Regions from separate parts of the Mus musculus genome. Here region 2 is linked to region 1. Evidence: chromatin contacts called from public promoter capture Hi-C data. All regions are on one chromosome and are shown on one strand. The core of a region is the stretch at or near the end of the contact, and the rest is flanking DNA. Distances in the headings are between cores, read along the strand shown.

Region 1 (2,700 bases), core at 57-2,556:
GGTTCAGTGGTTAAGAGCCCCGAAGCTCTTCCAGAGGTTCTGAGTTCCCAGCAACCACATGGTGGCTCAGAACCATCTGTTTCTGCTTTACAATGGAAAAAAGCATGTGTGTTCATGATGAAACCAGACTTCTTCTTTGTCCCTGGTACTCTCATTTATCCTTCCTTCCAGTTACTTAGGTACCCCCTCTTTATCGAGTCCCCACATCACACTGTGTTTGCATAAGGTTAGAACAGGTTAGAGATACTGGAGAAGGGGCTCTCTAGACCTCACGCAGTCTGACAGGAAACTCAGAAGCCGGACTTCTGTGGGTGGTGGGGCCTAGCTCTAGGGTCAGTTAGGTGTGGCATACAGACCAGCTAAAATACACTGACTTGAAACTGTAACATTAATTCTGACATTTATTTACTCAATATTTAAAAAAAAATGTAGCATGTTTTTCCTAAGTTATAAAGCCCATCAGCCTTGTCTTAGTCACTGTTTTATTGCTGTGAAGAGACACCATGACCATGGCAACTCTTACAAAAGGAAGCATTTGCCTGGGCCATCTTTACCATTTCAGAGGCTTTGTCCATTATCAGCATGGCATAAAGCAGGGTGGCCTGCAGGCAGAAGTAGCTCAGAGTACTACATCCAGATCCACATGCAGCAGAAAGAAAGAGTGAGCCACTAAGCCTGGCTTGGACTTCTGAAGCCTCAAAGCCAACCCCCAGTGACATACTTCCTCCCCCAAAGCCACACCCACCCCAACAAGGACACTCACTCTAAGTAGAGCCATCTTCTCATCAGTAAGCATTCAAACACGTGAGCCCGAGAGGGCCATTCTTACTCAAACCACCACAAACCCCAGAGGAAAAAAAGAGTTTATTTTCTTTATTTGCATGACTCTTTTTTGCCTGCATATATACATCTGTACCGTGTGCACGCCTGGTGCCCTTGGAGGTCAGAAGGCACTGGAACCAGGAGGTATGGGTGGTTGTGAGCCATCCTGTAGGTGGCTGGGAACCAAAACTGGGTCCTCTGCAAGAACAGGAAGTGCTTTTTTTTTTTTTTTTCAAGACAGGGTTTCTCTGTGTAGCCCTGGCTGTCCTGGAACTCACTCTGTAGACCAGGCTGTCCTCGAACTCAGAAATCCGCCTGCCTCTGCCTCTGCCTCCGGAGTGCTGGGATTAGAGACTTACTGATAGGCACGAAAATGATCCAGACTAAGGGCAGGGAGTGTTACTGCATGCCTCCACGTTGAGCTCTAAGAAGACTTTGCGCAGGCGCGGAAGGAAATCTCGCGAGACTGTCAGAACACTACCGAGAAGCGTGGTAGGGAGGCCATCCTATCGCGAGAACTCTGTCTTCAGGGTCCGGATCCTTCCACGGCTAAGTGTCTGGGTCGGTCTAAGGTCCGCTCGGATCACCGGAAGGAGCGCTGCCAGCCGGTAAGGACGAGAGTGGCCGGCGGGCGCGCTTCCTCTTCTGCCCTGTGCCCTTCTTCGCTCCGGCCTGTGGCCTGTCCTGCCCTCCCCTCCATTCTTCCCGACCCTCGGGTCCGGGACCACCATCCCACCTGCCTGCACGCGGGGCCCAATGGCCCTTCCCTTCCCCAGGTCACGTCTGCTGTGATCGCCTCTCCAGTCCCCGCGTCGCGCCAGGCCAGAGCTCCTCTCCCTCCCCTCGTCCCGACGCTACCACTTTTCCTTCATGCCCAAGCGCTGGATCTGTCTTCTCTCCTCTGTCCTGTCGACATGTTTCGTTCCTGGGCCACGATTGCAGCCTGAATGCTTCTCTTCCATCCCTTTCCCTACATTGCCCTGACTGTCCTCTGGGTTTATAGCGGTGACAGCCCTGTTTCTCTGGTCCCAGGCGGGCCTGGTTTCCATTACTGACCCAGTGCACATTTGCCCCTATTCCTAGTGGTTTGGCAAGGTGGAATGACTTCTGGAGGCCCACTATCCGTTTCCTTCTCCCAGCAGTCCCTTTAAATCGTTTGATTCGTCCCTTCAGCTGATGAGAAGAGAGAGCTTGCAGAATCATTAATTCATAGCTCGGGCGTTCATTTGCTATATGCTTAGGGTACTGAGGATATAGTAATGTAAAGAAGTGGACGTGCTCCCGGCCCTGATGTGACTTAGCCCTTGCGGTGGGAACAGTATGGGTTTAAGTGCTACAGGCTGGAACTTGGGAGGATGGCTCAAGAATGACAAGTCAGAGGGGCTGGAGTTATCTGACCCTCCTGCACACAGCTCTCCTGCTAGTGTTGTTTAGTAGGTAAGGGCCTGCCACCCTGGCGTCCTTTTGGAAGGACTTGACTTTCCACCCACTTGGTAATTTGGAGTATGGTCATAGACCTTTTGAGTTACTTCCCTGGGTGTGTATGGGACAGGTAAGGCTGTTGGTTCTCCGTTAGCATCCCACTGTGATGTTTCTGAACTTTTAAAGTACATTAGAACATTGGAAAGAATTTCATCCTGTGTGACAAACAGGAGACTAATTTGTACTGCTCAGCAGGTCGCTTGATTTGCTCTGTGGATTTTTTTGTTTGTTTAAGAAGAGTGTCAGATCCCCTTACAAGCCATTGTGAGTCACCTGATGTGGGCCCTAAGAACTGAACTCTGGCCCTTTGATAACCACTGGGCCATCTCTCCAGCCTGGTTTGTTTAGTTTGCTTGAGACTGGCTGCAGGGATCCTGTTGGCTCTGCTGGGTTTAC
Region 2 (2,700 bases), core at 31-2,530, 2.5 Mb after region 1:
GCTGCGAGGAGACCAGCACCCGACTGCTCCAGGTTTCGCTGCTCGTTTACCTGCGTTGGCTCTCTCGCACCGTCAGACCAGGTCAAAGGCGGCCCCAAGTTCCCCGCCTCCAAGGTCCGGGCGGTGGCCCAGCAGGCTCGGCGCAGCTGCACAAGTCTCTGTCCCTAGACACCGGAGGGTCCCTGGAGGGGAAACGATTGACACAGCTGCCTGCACTGTGCCGCGAGCCTTCCCGCGCTGCACCTGCGTCTCGTCGCGTGGCTAGGAACTGGGACTGGCTCCGGAGTCGGTGAAGTCCAGCAGGCCCTTAGCCAGAACCTATACCGTTCGCCAGCTCCGGAACCGGGCTTTAGACACCAGGACCTTGCGGAAGAGAGAACTACAACTCCCGTCGGGCCACGCGGTCCGACCAATGGTGGTAGCCGGCGCGTGCGGGGCGCGGCGCCTGCGCGGCGGTTTGAGTAAGAGGCCGTACGATTGGCTGCGGAGTCGGGCGGCCGCGCGGGGCCTGTGGGAAGCGGAGTGACGGAGCGAGCGGCTGTTGGAGGAAGGAGGTGGGGGGCCGGGAGCGCAAATGGCGTTGAGATGGTTCAGGGCCCTGTTCAAACTCCAGCGCTGACCATTCACCGGCGGAGGCGGCGGCGCAGAAGGCGGCGGCGGCCCAGCGGGGGCACGTAGCGGGCTCGGCACCGGCGGCGGCCGCCAGGGAGGCCTAGGCCCTGTCCGGCCGGCGCGCCTGAGGTGGGGAGGGAAGTTGCGGGGCCGCCGCTCACCCCCCACCCCCCCTGTCGCCCGAGCTTCCTATTTACCGAAGCGGAGCCGCGGACTGTGACGGCAGCAGAGCCCCTCGCCCCTCTCGGTGGCACCGGTCGGCACTGGTCTCTCGCGCGGGGCTCCCGCGCCCGCCCGCGGGCCGTTGGGAGCCGGAGAGGCGGAGGCGGCCCGAGGCCAAAGCACCCGCCAGGCGCCGAGGGTAAGTGAGGTCTCGGGCGGCTGCCTAGGCCCGGAGTGAGTTGGGGCGGGTGGAGGCGGCAGGGGCGGCGCGAGGCTCGTTGCTCACCTGGCTTCTAAGGAAGTTGGGCACCGGAGGATCGCAAGAAACTCTTTCCCTTCCCACCTCTTAATTTTGCCTTTTGAGTTCTTCTCCGGCTACTTGATTTGACTTCTCTTTTCCAAACCCGGTCCGGTTGATTTGAGTCCCGAATTCTTTTTCCCCGTCGTCTCCTCCGCCTCTAGCCGTCACCGAGAGGCCTTGCTTCGGGGACTCGGTAGCAGAAGCTTCCGGGGCGTCCGAAGCGACATCCCTTTCCTAGGCTGTGGGGGTTGGGAGGAGAAAAGTTGCGTGAGTGTCCAGCCCGAGGGGTGTCTCGGCTCCAGCCTCCGGGCGCACTCGCAGCCTCAGGTGAGGGTTTCTGTTTGCCCATTCCACTCTCCTCTCTTTATTGAAGCCCCCCTAATGCATTACCTTGGGTGTCTTTCCTGGAAGTGGCTAGGTTTCTTTACAGCTTCAGTGTAAGGAGGTTGGTTGGTTGTTTTGTATACCCTTTCCCTAATTTAAATCGCAGTGCACTTCCATCAAAAGTCAGCTGGGCTTTGGGATGAAGCGAAGGCCTCCCAAATCGAAAACAATCAGTTGTGAACCTTCTTTTCCTTTTTAGTTAGGACTGTTGGTGAAATTTGAAGCCAGAACAAGATAGTGTGTCTGAAATGTGCGTAAAACGTCATGCCAAATATATATGCTGAATTTGTACATATGTTAAGCTTAGATAATGCCATCGCAGTAGTCTGCTGACTTTTTAAAATGGACGTTATGGAAAACAGTAAAAGCAATCACGTAACTCTTGTACTCATATCTCCTGGATTCTGTACATAATAACTCAACCATATTTTCTAATCAGTACGCTCCCCATTCCTTAATATTAAAAAAATCACTGATATTTCATCAATATTTAATGATGTTAATACATCAGCGAATATTTCTGAGACGTGATCTTTTAAAAATACAGTTGTCTTATTACTTAGCTCAGTATCATATATTCATTTGCAGATCTTAATCTTGCACAGTGAATGCTTTACTGTTTTTTACGGTGAGTTTTTCAGATGTCATAAAGAAGATCAAGTCTAGATTTTTTTTTTTTTTTGGCTTTAGTCAGCATTTTTAGATGATTGCCATGTATGTGTGCCCAAAACATTCCAACTTTGTTGGAATGTATATATGTGTGTAGGTCTGCGTGTCTGTAGTCAGCTTAAAGAAATGACTTTTCTTGCCTTTGGCAGCTGCCCAATTACACTTGGTTTTGTTTAATAGGCTATACTTAACAAGAAAGACAATGAAGCTTGTTAGTGTTCAGAACTACAAAATGGAAACTCTCTGAGGAAAGCTAAAATTTCTTTTAGCACAGATGTGTACGATGACTAAATTATTATTTTATCTGATCAGAGTTGTTTTCCTTTCAAACATTAGGGTGGTGGTGAGTTGTCTTCTGAATATTTGCTGAACTAAATTGGATAGTGATTCGTTAAGTTATAAGAACTTAATAGAAATACTAAAAGTGTAGCTCAAAAATATTTGAAAATATAAGTTAAATATTATTCTTATTGTAAGTTTCCAAGTAATGAAGATTTTCCAAGCCCTTAAGTAATTGCTTACCTTCCCCCTAGAATTGATAAATTGATATTTAAACTGCAGAAGGCCAAAGT

What was found. Promoter capture Hi-C pulls out the DNA fragments that hold promoters and counts their contacts.
Region 2: a contact with region 1 is called in a promoter capture Hi-C map of pre-B cells, with 5 times the contacts expected there. The contact joins the promoter of 5830448L01Rik here to the promoter of Ncoa4 in region 1.

What each region holds. Positions count from the first base shown.
Region 1 is chr14:32,158,581-32,161,280 of GRCm38.p6, forward strand. Ncoa4 (nuclear receptor coactivator 4) reads left to right here and starts at 1,307. Exons shown (of 10, transcript NM_001033988.2): 1 at 1,307-1,430.
Region 2 is chr14:34,673,388-34,676,087 of GRCm38.p6, forward strand. 5830448L01Rik (RIKEN cDNA 5830448L01 gene) reads right to left here and starts at 1,281. Exons shown (of 1, transcript NR_165636.1): 1 at 1-1,281. Wapl (WAPL cohesin release factor) reads left to right here and starts at 541. Exons shown (of 19, transcript NM_001004436.4): 1 at 541-973.